2 separate regions of the Xenopus laevis genome follow, and region 2 is linked to region 1. A link is a contact called in public Hi-C data. All regions are on one chromosome and are shown on one strand. The core of a region is the stretch at or near the end of the contact, and the rest is flanking DNA. Distances in the headings are between cores, read along the strand shown.

Region 1 (6,026 bases), core at 3,497-5,996:
ACATTGCACTAAACAATTGGTAGGTCATGTTGTTTATTCCATAGAAAACAATGAAATCTGCTTATTTTAGCTTACTGCAAGTAGTCACCTACATGATGTTTATGTTGTCCCAATTCTAGATTCTGATTTAACGGCCTGTATATATTTGTGCCTACTTAGGATTTTACAGTGCTGATGAGACCTGAGAGTGGGTTCATGTTATCTGATTCCATATTCTGTTACCTTTTAATGTAAAGTACAATATGGTTTTTATAGTGCCAGGAGTGGATTGTTATTCCACACAGAGTCATGCTTACAAGGTGTAAACACAAGAAATAAATAATTACGTTCTAGTAGTTTCAATACACAGTTGGTGAAGAAGCCCCTGCACCAAACAGCTTACAATGTATTATAACAATGAAAACTCCAATTAAACTCCAATAAAAACCATGTTGAATATGTATATACACAGGGCTGGACTTACATAGCGGCTGCCCCTAGGCCCACTTCCGTCCGTCGCCCGTGCCCCCCTTTTATTCATGCAAATTTTCATAATCGGGACCGGAGCAATGTGGATTGGGCAGGGGAAATTTACAAAATTATTGTATTTTCTGCGCATTCCCAGTGTTTTTGACCCAATGTGGGTGTGGTTGGGCAGCATGCCGCCCTAGCCTAGGTGGCCTTTCCACACTAAAGGCTGATGTGTAAATAAAGGGCAATACAAAATGTTAACAGAGGTGTTTGGGTGGCTACCATGACTCCTATGTTAATGCTCGTAGCAGGACTAACACCCATGGCATCACTGTAGATCAGTGATCCCCAACCAGTAGCTCGTGAGCAACTTGTTGCTCTCCAACCCCTTGGATGTTGCTCCCAGTGGCCTCAAAGCAGGTGCTTATTTTTGAATTCCAGGCTTTGAGGCAACTTTTGGTTGTATAAAAAGCAGGTGCACTACCAAACAGAGCCTCAATGTAGGTTTACAATCCACATAGGGGCTACCAAATGGCCAATCACAGCACTTCTTTGGCACCCCAAGAACATTTTTCATGCTTGTGTTGCTCCCCAACTCCTTTTTCTTCTAAATGTTGCTCATGGGTTCAAAAGGTTGGGGACCCCTGCTGTAGATCATAAAATTTTCAAGGCTATTAAAACTCAGAGTTCCGTGACCTTTATAAATGCACTCGGCCTGCGCCTTTTGCCTTGATGCGCACAGAACTCCTTGGTGACAATTATAACCTTATATAATACACAAAAAACATGAATATATTGTAAATAAGATCCTTATAAACTGTGTGATAGAATAAAATTGTGATGTCATCAGTTATAAACAGTGAGCAGTGATGTCATTTTTGTCACATGACTCACTAATAAATATAATTATAATAAATAAAGTACCCCTTGTTGGAAAATATGAGGATATTAGAAGTAACCTCGGCGTTCCATGACCTGTATATGGTCATGGAACTCCTCTGTGACTTATAATATCCTTATATTTTACAATAGGGATTACTTTATTCACATTATAAATTATATTAGAGTAAAAATTATACTCTACGTTAATGCTACACAATGATGTTAGATTACTTTATTAGAGTTATTATTAACACAAATGTATAAAGCACCTGCATAAAGCACTGTATGATAAAAGTGGTGTATACAATGAACATACAGATTACATGCAAAATACAACCAATAACCAATATAAGAGGTAAGGGGGCCCTGTACAAAAGGCCTAAAAACTTGTGTCCCTTTTGCAAAATATGAGGATAATAGACGTCACCCCAGGAGTTGCATGACCTATATAAAAGCACTCAGCTTGCATGGAACCACATTTTGCATTAGGAAGAACTTTAGTAATACAAGGCTTAAGCTGGCCATGTAAAGATCAAAACACTCATTTAAACTGGCCATAGATGTAAAGATTTTTAAAAGATCCGATCGTCATCGTGAGACCACGATTATCTTGAAAAGATCGTATGAATTGTCCATCAACTAAAAAGACCATTTGGCAGTAAAACAAAGGGGAGCTGCCTGCTTGTCCCTGCAAACATAGATAGATTGCCGATCAATTTTCTGACAGATGTCGGCCGAAAAATCGCAAGATGTACGATCGTTCGAATCCCACTAACCGCACGATAATTTCGAAGGATTGGTCGGACTTCGGTAAAATCGGTCGTTCGGCAAGAAAAATCTTTGCGTCTATGGGGAGCTTTACACAGACTATTTACCATCAAGGTGCCAAAATATATTTGTATACAATAGAAGAGGGATAAGGGTCAGTTTGTGCTATTGGCTGAGTGTGCAGCAATGCTAGTTTAACTTTTACACAATGCAAGCCTGTGCTCACATCTCAGTTGAAGATGATCCCTACAAGCCCTTCAGTTTATATGCCAATGTATGGACCCTCTCTGATGGATAAAGTTTAAAAATTCCATTGGATAAGGGCCACATTGATGCATGTATATGGTCCTGCATAGACACCTATTATGATCTGAATGTGGGTGGTCAAATAGGGGATTTGGTATAATTTCATTTTGGGTAATGAATTTTTCCATAATTTGGATATTTTAGGTCTACTAGAAAATTATGTAAACATTAAATAAACCCAATAGGCTGGTTTTGCTTCCAATAAGGATTAATCATATCTTAGTTTGGATCAAGTATAAGGTACTGTTTTATTGTTACAGAGAAAAAAAGTAAATCATTTTAAAAGAAATGGATTATTTGGATAAAATGGAGTCTATGGGAGATGTCCTTTCTGTAATTTGGGGCTTTCTGGATCTCGGATTTCCGGATAATAAATCCCACACCTGTATACAAAATAGGAGTTTGATATGCAAAAGAAGAGTGGAAGATAGCATTTCTCCCATACCTATAGAGACTTGTCAGGTCTAGGTGAAGAACTTAGGGGCAAAGTCTTCATTCACCATACCCATTGTTATATAAAGAAATAAAAATGATTCATTTTAATAAAAACAAAAGGTAAACAGCATTTTCAACATTAACCTAATGTACTGAAAAGGTAAATATCTTCCATTTACCTGTAAACACCAGGACAAATAATAAAATTGCTTAAGAAAGCCCACATATACTGTAAACAGATTATATCTCTTCCAGTACTTCTGCCATTTAATGCTAGAAACTATAAAAAAAAAATACAATAATAAAAAGTGACCCTATGTCACAACTATCAATAGGGCTCTAGTACAAAGGTTGTAGCAGCATTTGCAACAACTATAGGGGCAACCAACGGCCTTGTGTGGCACTGCCCTATGATTTTCAGATACACCCAATAAAATGCCTTCACCTTAAGCAAATATAGGACCCATGTATGGCCACCTCTAAGCCATAAAATTGCCTTGTTAAATCCACCAATACAGATCATCTTCCAGCGATGTATATGTATCATAATGAAATAACCACACACATTTTAGCTGATACTTCTATTAAAACCGGTCGGCCTTTGAAGATTGTCAGCCCTTAGCTGATGCTGTTAAGAAGCACATGCAGATAAGGAGAGATTATTACCTCTCAGTCATAAAGGATTTATTTGGGCAAATGATGGCCAGGAAGACAAACAGCTGATTCATTTCTACACAGCCATCCCCACCATGAATACAGTTGGGGGGCAAGTCCCCAGTGTGGAAATCAGCAAAAAATGATTTTAGCACCAGTCTTTGGCACTCTTTAAAAATGTAACACTGGGGTTTTCTAGAGAGCATTCTGCATTGTGCTGAAAGTCACTCCTACAAGCTCCATCATCATGACACAGAGCTGGACTTTTCAAACATGCAGAGCATGTGCTGCTGTTGCCCTGCCTGCTGCAAGTTATGTACAATGCTTGGCTTGAACAGACACACAATCAAAAGCAAATGTGCTCAATGATTTGTGACAGCGCTTGATCATGCACTTAGCACCCAGCAGGTGCACCAGCACTAATGATAAGCATATGCTAGTATTGATATCAGATCAATCTTTGCTTCTGTGCTTCATATATATAAATATATATGGATCTGTAGCCACAATCACTAAAACCTGAGCCCTACAAGTCTGTCTAGAACCTACTTGTCATTCAAATAATGCAGAAAAGTTCCAGAATACCTTATCAATGTGCAGTAGAAATTGATCCCCCCTTCAGCTTCTGAACTGTAACTCTCAGCGTCACTCCCAGGAGCTGTCAGAAGGCTCTGACTCATGAGCATGTCCTGGACACCATCAGCTTTTGTCTAATAGACACAGGATTGTGGCCAGAACCTTTGGGTCACGCAGAGCCCTGTGAGCTCATTGGACGTGGGGGCTGAGACTGCAGCTGCACATGACAGTATTAATGATGGATAAAGAGAATTCTGCTCATGCTGCTGTAACTGAGAAAGTTATCGTGGGTAAGCAGTGCTAGACAAAGGGCACATGCCATGGTGTAGCCAATAGAGCCTGGGCGACACCCAGACGATTTTATAGTGCCTTCCAGCAGGAGCTCAGGAGCAGCCCTTGCTGTGATACCGGCTGCAGACAGGTTGCTATGCCACTCAGGGCAGCGGGCACACTTACCTTCACCCCGTGCTGTTGGCTGGTTAGAGGTAACTTGGACTCATCCAGTAACAAAACTTCACAATAGAATTCCTCCGGGACTGCGCAGAAACAACCCATCCCTAGTCCGGGGGCTGCGAGGAGCCAGGGAGCAGGGAAAAGCCGCTCGGTGCCACATACAGGGAGACCGAGCCCTCCCCACGCTACTCTGTCCCCCCCTCCCTCCTCCTCTTGGGCCTGCCTAGAGACGGGGAGTTTCCTAGGCTCCTGTTCCATCCCCCGCGATTGGATAGGGCTACCTCTACACAAGCAGGTTTAGCAGCCGTGCGTGCTGAGTACTCCCTCTAGTGGAAATATGAGGGTACTGCTCGTGACGCTCCTTTGGCGATTAAGGGGCAGATTTATCAAAATGCAAATCTTCTAACAATTGGAAAATGGGACAAAATGGTTGTGCCGCTCTGGCCACGTCCATTGTATGGCCACATCCCCTGAGTACCATGTCCATTTTACAACATTTGGCAGGTTATGAAAGTTTGAACACATTTCTGGGAGTTTCAGTGCCATATGTTTATGTTTTGCTAATGAAAGTCAATTGGCCTTTAAAGGGGTTGTTCACCATTAAGATAACTTTAGGGGGCAAATTTACTAATGGGCGAACTGATTAACGCTGGCGAATTTTCGCCATCGTTTCGGTACTTCGCGGATTTACTAACGGATGTAACTTCGCTAACGGACGCTGGCGCTCATTCGCACTCAATCGCCAGACGAAGTTGCGCTCTGGCGAAGGGACGTAACTAAGCTAATTCACTAAGATGTGGATTTTACTGAACATTACTTCTTGCGCCAGACTGTGCTCAAGAGGTAACAATCGAGTAGATAGGACTTCCTCAAAATTTAGGTGAAAATTTTTTTTTTCTAAGTCCCAAAAAAGACTGGTGTCTTTTCCTTCTTTCAGGGTGATAGGCTGCAAAAGAGCGTAAATTTCTTTTGGGGTAACCGGCTTCACCCTACATTTCCATATGGCACATAAACTATACACTGGGCACATGTGTAGGGCAATATAACAACTCTATTTTATTTTATTAAGCTTCCCTGGCCTTGTGTAATGTAATGTATTTGCTGCAACATATACGTCCATTCAACGTTAACTTCCCGCCGTATGCAAATTAGCCAATGCTAGCGCAACTTCGATCTGCTTGCCAAATTAACGCTAGTGCAACTTCACCAGTGTTCGGCACCCTGGACGCAACTTCGCATGTTAGTGAATTAGCGTTGTCTGACTGATTTTTCGCCTAGTGAAGTGTTGCGCTGCCTGCGAAGCCGTCGCTGACAAATTTTCGCCACTTAGTAAATTTGCCCCTTAGTATGATGTAGGGAGTGAAATTCTGAGACAATTTGCAATTGGTATTCATTTTTTATTATTGAAGGTTTTTGACTTATTTAGTTTTTTATTCAGCAGCTCTTTAAATTGCATCTTAAGCAAACAGGTCCAAATTACCCTAGCAACCATGCATTGATTT
Region 2 (6,119 bases), core at 690-3,189, 110 kb before region 1:
AGTTGTATTCCAGTTGCAAATTGACTCATTGTTAAAGGGATGGCTCACCTTAAAGTTAACTTTTGGTGTGTTATAGAAGCAGCCAATTCTAAGCAACTTTTCAATTGGTCTTCATTATTTTTTTTTTTTATTGTTTTTGAATTATATGCCTTCTTCTTCGGACTCTTTCCAGCTCTCAAACGGGGTCACTGACCCTACTAAAAAACAAATGCTTGTAAGGCTACAAAGGTAATGTTATTGCTACTTTGTATTACTCCTCTTTCTATTCAGGCCTCTCCTATTCATATTCCAGTCTGTAATTCAAATCAATGCATGGTTGCTAGGTTCATTTGGCAACCAGACAGCTAAAGCTGCAAAATGCAGTGGCCGAATAAAAAGCCTAATACAGAAACTCAAAAAACAAAAATAATAACAAATGAAAACCAATTGCAAATTGTCTTAGAATATCTCCTAAATAATACTAAAAGTTAACTCAAAGGTGAACAAACCCTTTAAGAGACTGACCAGCATAAGAGTGACCACACACAGTAGGACTACAGTCCTATAGTAGTAATAGTATAGTCATTTTTGAAAGCTCCAGGTACAATTGGAACATTTTCTGATGCACCATGAACTAGCCATAGGGTTGCCACCTGATCGGTTTTGACCCGGACAGCCCAGTATTTTGAGGGGCTTCCCGGGTCTATACTTCCTGCCCGGTTTTCCAAATAAGGAAAACTGGGCGGGATTCCCTTGATTGACACGGTGATCGGCCAATTGCTGATCGCCGTGCCGACTGACAGCACGGGTCCGCCCACTGACGTCATAGACATGCCAACTGACGTCACAGACCCGCCCCCGCCGGTCTCAGCCAGACATAAAGGTGGCAACCCTAACTAGCCAATATCATAAACAGAAGAAATTAAAATCTGTCTGATTCCAGAACAGACTGATATCCATATTACATGGATGTTGGTATGTTAGGCTGGCATACACATACCAATTTTTGTATGATTAGCATTTCTTAATTTCATATGATATGATTGGTGCGTGTATGTCCAGCTTGAGTATAGCCAGGGGCTAAATATGTCTCCCTCAACATCAAAGTTATCCCTTCCAGAGCCTGATTCCGGCAGGTTTATGTAAACTAACCACAAGTAACATGTTTGTAATACAAAGTATTATAGGTTTGGTGGGCTGCTCTTGTTTAGCTATAACATTAATGAGATTGCTGGAGCAGGTCTGCTCCTTAATGACAAGCTGTTTTGTGGAAGTTCATTGTAATTCACTTTATGAGCATTTGCTTTGCATTTTACTGGTGTGATTTGATTAATTTATCACAAAGCTGTCTTCTGTATTGATCACGACAGGCACAGAGCTGGAAGAGTAATGTGCCATAGAGTGGTAATGTAAAAATAAGAGAGCAGATGAGATGTTCCCTTGACAATGAGATAATTAGAATACAAGCAATCAATGAAGACTGTTTGACAAAGGAACAAATCATTTTTTTCTCATTTTTAGAGCAAGAGCAGCATATCTGTGTACACAGGTGACTCAGGTGATTTTTATGTTCTCCTATGAATCCCTCCATTGGCATTTATTTGCTCATTTAAGTAGTGCTTCCTGGCCAACAAAATAATCTGCTCCTGAGACACATGGATGGAAGGCCATAAAGTTCAACAGCTTGGGAAACCGTCTTCATTGGGTCAGTGAATCCTTTGTCACAGCCCAGTGTCTTCATTCAAAGGGTCATTAATTTAATGTAACTATATAAAAAAATCTCATAACATGTAAAAACCCTCCCCCTGTCAGTGTCTTGCAGTAAAACTCATTCTGGAGACATAGCTGGGAAAAAGGTCAGTGGGCTAGAACATCTCAGTCTACCAATAGATACAGAAAGCTTCTTGTCTGTCTCTTTAGAAACCTATTGTTCCTCTCTCTTACCCATTGTTGGTTGGAATTAGAATTAGCTGCCATATGACAAAGGCACAGGGATATAATGGGAGTGTTACTTATCTCTGTGTACAGAACAGGGCTCACTAATGAAATGGTCCAGAGCTACATATTGGATTCCCATATTAACTGTTTTGGAATTATCCAAGGACCAGGGCTGTACAATGGCATGATCCACTCCACTTTTTTGGTCTACAAATGACAGATCCCCTTTGAGCCACATCATACAGTGGGAAAATAAGGACATTTTGCCACTGTATTCAGTGTTCAGAACCAGTCATTGATTCCCCTCTTTATAAAAAAACATTAGCACTGCAAACAGAACAGTGACTCTATGTATGCCATTATCTAAATCTATACAGATTTATGAATTATAGTGTTATCTCTACAAAACAGGGAACTCTTGCCTCTTAACACTTTGTACTATTGTTTAAATTGTATATTTGTATTTATTTTTTGTTTTTATTGTACTGGTGTTCCTCATTATATTCTTTGTATATTTTTTTATGTAAGAAATTGGACAGCTCTACGTACAAATACTGCTACTACATGCTGTGGAGCAGTATCCAGAAAAAAACTTAAGGGGAAAGCATGTCTCTCCTAGAAAAGCCTATAAGGCAGAGTAGATGCAGAGAATAACAGGGGCTGTGTTCACTCAGGATAAAATGATAGTATTTCAAGTATGGAAAGAGTGAGGCTGAGAGTGAGCTCTCTGTCCAGGAAGTAAAAGAAGAAGAGATACAGCAGTGGGAAAAACACCAAAAACAGTGAAATATTTAATTTATTGGTTTGGGTTGGCTAATAGGGGGCACATTGTAAAAAAGCAGGTTTCCAAAATAGTGAGCCTGCCAGCAGACCAGCCTGTTCTGGTTTCAGAAGAGTGAACTTTCATTTATTTGGCTCCATATTTTGTGTGTGAAACTAAAAAGTGCCTTGTCTTGTGAAAAATCTCTGTTGTGAATAAAACTTGAATTACACTGAGCTTCGATGTCACTTCGAATGTACAACGTACGAGACCTGTTATCCAGAATGCTTGGGTTTCCCGGATAAGGGATCTTTCTGTAATTTGGATCTTCATACCTTAAGTTTATTGGAAAATCATGTAAACATTAAATAAACCCAATAAACTGGTTTTGCTTCCAATAAGGATTCATTACAAGTACAGAGAAAAAGGAAATACATTTTTAAAAAACCTGGATTATTTTGATTAAATGGAGTATACGGGAGACGGGCTTTCTGTAATTTGGAGCTTTCTGAATAACGGATCCCATACCTATATCGCCATTTGAGTAAATCCCCACATTACAAGTTAGTGAGGCACTGGCTGCCAAAGCTACTTCATTCCACTAGATGGTGCTCAACATTCCTAGTTGTGTATGCAGCAGTTCTATGTACATTATAATACAATAATGGTTTCACCTGAGAGATAAAGTGAATTTTATGGATATTGTAGATTATGAAATGCTAGCCCTTTTTGCAGAATTTGATTTAATCCTTAATGTGACTTTAAAACTCTTGCCAACTGCACAGATGATGCCGTTCTGTCAATTCTACTTACTTTACATATAAAAATGTCAGCTTCAGTAGTCAAAAGAATATGGAGGGATTTCGTTCTAAACATTATGCATTCATTTTGTCCCAACTGAATATATTCACGTGCAACAATACCTCTGTGTTACAAACAGCCATACATTGCCATATGCAGAGGAAAAGGTACAAGGTATGGGGTAAAGAAAATGGTGAACACTGAGGTATTTGAATTGGGACAGTGGGTCTCATTTATCAACACTGTGCAAATTTGCCTATGGGCAAATACCTATAGCAACCTATTAGTTTTTTTAAGCCAGTTGCAAATAGAACAATGAATGCAACAATTTGATTGGTTGCCATGGGTTACTGCCCACTGGCAAATTTGCCCAGTGTTGATAAATGACCCCCAATGACTGTAGCAAATTTTGCACCAGGGGGACCTAGACTGCCCTTGGAATTTGCTCTGGCTGCATATGGCAAATTTTGGTTGTATGTATCACAGAGGTACTGTTTAAAGGGGTAGTTGACTGTTATTTTCTTTACTATGTTATAGAATGTTCAATTTGTAGCAGTTTTTCAACTGGACTTTTTTTAAATAGTTTTTTAATTTTATGTCTTCATGCTCTGCCACTTCTCATTTTTTAAATAGGGGTCACTGACCCCAGGACCGGAGCTAAAAAATGATTGCTCTGCAAGGCTACAATTATATTGTTACATTTTATTACTTTCCAGTATCTCATTTAAACGTGTAAATCGGGCCCTCGCAATGAGATAACTGCCGCAGTTGCAAACTGGAAAGCTGCTAAACCAAAAGCTGAATAATAAAAAAAATAAACAACGAAGACCAATTACAAATTATATCAGATTATCTCTGCATCATACTAAAAATGTGAATTACCCATTGAAAAGGAAAGCATTGGATGACCCTGGATAAAAAAAAAAAGTCAAAGGTGAGGAAATCTTTTGCTTATTTTATTCTGGATTGGAAAAATCTACGGAGCTACAGTATGAATAAAAACAAAAGGCTGGAGTTATGTGCAATAATGCGTGATTTACTGACTATACACAGTTATTTGCCTACTCTCACATAAGGTCACTTGGACCTTAACGCTGTTTGCTCTCAGCCATGTGACCTGTATGGAAAGCCTGTAAGATCGTAAGCAATACTAGTTCTTTCAACATAATAGACAATACACTGAACATGGTTTCCCTGCATCCCTTTCTGTCTCCCTCTATTTCCACTGACTACATGGGAAGAGGCTGTTGTCATATTTCTTGACCAATTTCTTTATCCTGAAAAAATCACTGCAAGTGCAGCCAAAGCTTTGAAGACAGGCATATGAGTACAATTTCCAAGTGGAAATACCTGCAGTACAGTTATGCTACCTTCCCACATTCCATGCTCACCTGTTTCTCTTCTTCCTGTGTTCTCTGTTGCAGTTTTCAGATTCACTGCCGCTACTTGTGTTGCAACGAGACCGTGATCTAGATGGAAGCAATGAAAGTTTCACCTTGGACACATTATTATTATTCTGCCAGCAATAATAGATAGACTTCATACAGTACTATAAAATTACCCATCCGGGAAACTGGGTTCCATAGCAGAACACACAAAAAGATAGTGCCAACCTGATTTTCTCAAAATATTTTCAGGGCCATTGCAGTTTTTTAAAAATTATTATAGTGTTTCCTTTTTTTTGTTACAAGTTGTGTAAATTCTTCCCACAGATACTGCAAGGGACTATGCAAGCAATGAATCTGTGTGACATACCTTCTTCTGTGCTTTAGATCACCATCATCACCACTGTGCTGTCCTTTCCTGCAAACACAAACATGTGGTTAGGAGCGTTAAGAACACTTTCAGCATTTTTATCATTAATTTCATACAGGCTTGCATTCCCTATGCTATCTAGAGGTGGCCATAGATGCACCAATAATATCCTACGAAACAAATTTTCGTACAATATTCATACGTGTATGGTGGGAGATGAGATGACCGATATTGGCAGAAGATTTCGGCTCGTCAATCGGGCTGGCTGGAAAATTTAAATCAGATGCCTTTGAAGTCACCAGAACATTGATCCAGGTAGAATTCTATTGTTTCTACCTGAATATCTGGTGATTCAGTTCTACACGTCTGTATTGAAACAAACAATCTGTATTGTATTGTCTGTATTGAAACAAACAATCTTTTCTGCGACCAATGGTCGCAAGAACAATCGTAATTGTTATATCTATGGCATCTTAAGGCTTGCAATTATGGAATATACATAACCATAAAAAGCACACATGCATGCATATCCAATGCCCACAGTCTTCTAAGGTGTGAATATTCTATACTTATAGCCATCTAAAGCGTACAATGCCTATACCGCACCCAAAGGTCCCAATTGCAGTTCATCACTTGTGCACCGTCCATCATTAGCTGAAAACATTGTCAATATGTGTTATGATTTCTGCATGTGGATTTGTGTGCATTTCCTATACCCACTGCTAACTGAGGAATATATTTGCTATATCTTATATCTACAGCTTTCTGAAACATCCATTTCCTATATTTACAGCTAGGTGAAGAATACATACCCTGTGTTTACAGCCATATACCTACAGCTACCTGGAGCATGCATTTCTGAAGCCAATAGCCATAGGGTATTTCT

The links. Hi-C and Micro-C count contacts between places; a contact is called where the count stands out from the background.
Region 2: a contact with region 1 is called in a Hi-C map of the XTC cell line, with 6 times the contacts expected there. The contact joins the enhancer-like site here to the promoter of epb41l4a.L in region 1. A contact is called at or near these places in 3 of 4 Hi-C or Micro-C datasets (the XL177 cell line, the XTC cell line and animal cap).

What each region holds. Positions count from the first base shown.
Region 1 is chr1L:187,923,653-187,929,678 of Xenopus_laevis_v10.1, reverse strand. It overlaps epb41l4a.L (band 4.1-like protein 4A), which reads right to left and starts at 4,746. Exons shown (of 22, transcript XM_018264384.2): 1 at 4,528-4,746. The coding sequence starts at 4,626.
Region 2 is chr1L:188,032,986-188,039,104 of Xenopus_laevis_v10.1, reverse strand. It overlaps epb41l4a.L (band 4.1-like protein 4A), which reads right to left. Exons shown (of 22, transcript XM_018264384.2): 16 at 5,234-5,281; 17 at 4,870-4,947. Among protein-coding and RNA genes, the nearest start is that of epb41l4a.L, 110 kb to the right of the region's middle. Within about 2 kb of position 1,939, at least 1 of the 7 cell types and tissues checked has an H3K27ac peak or open chromatin away from gene starts, as enhancers often do.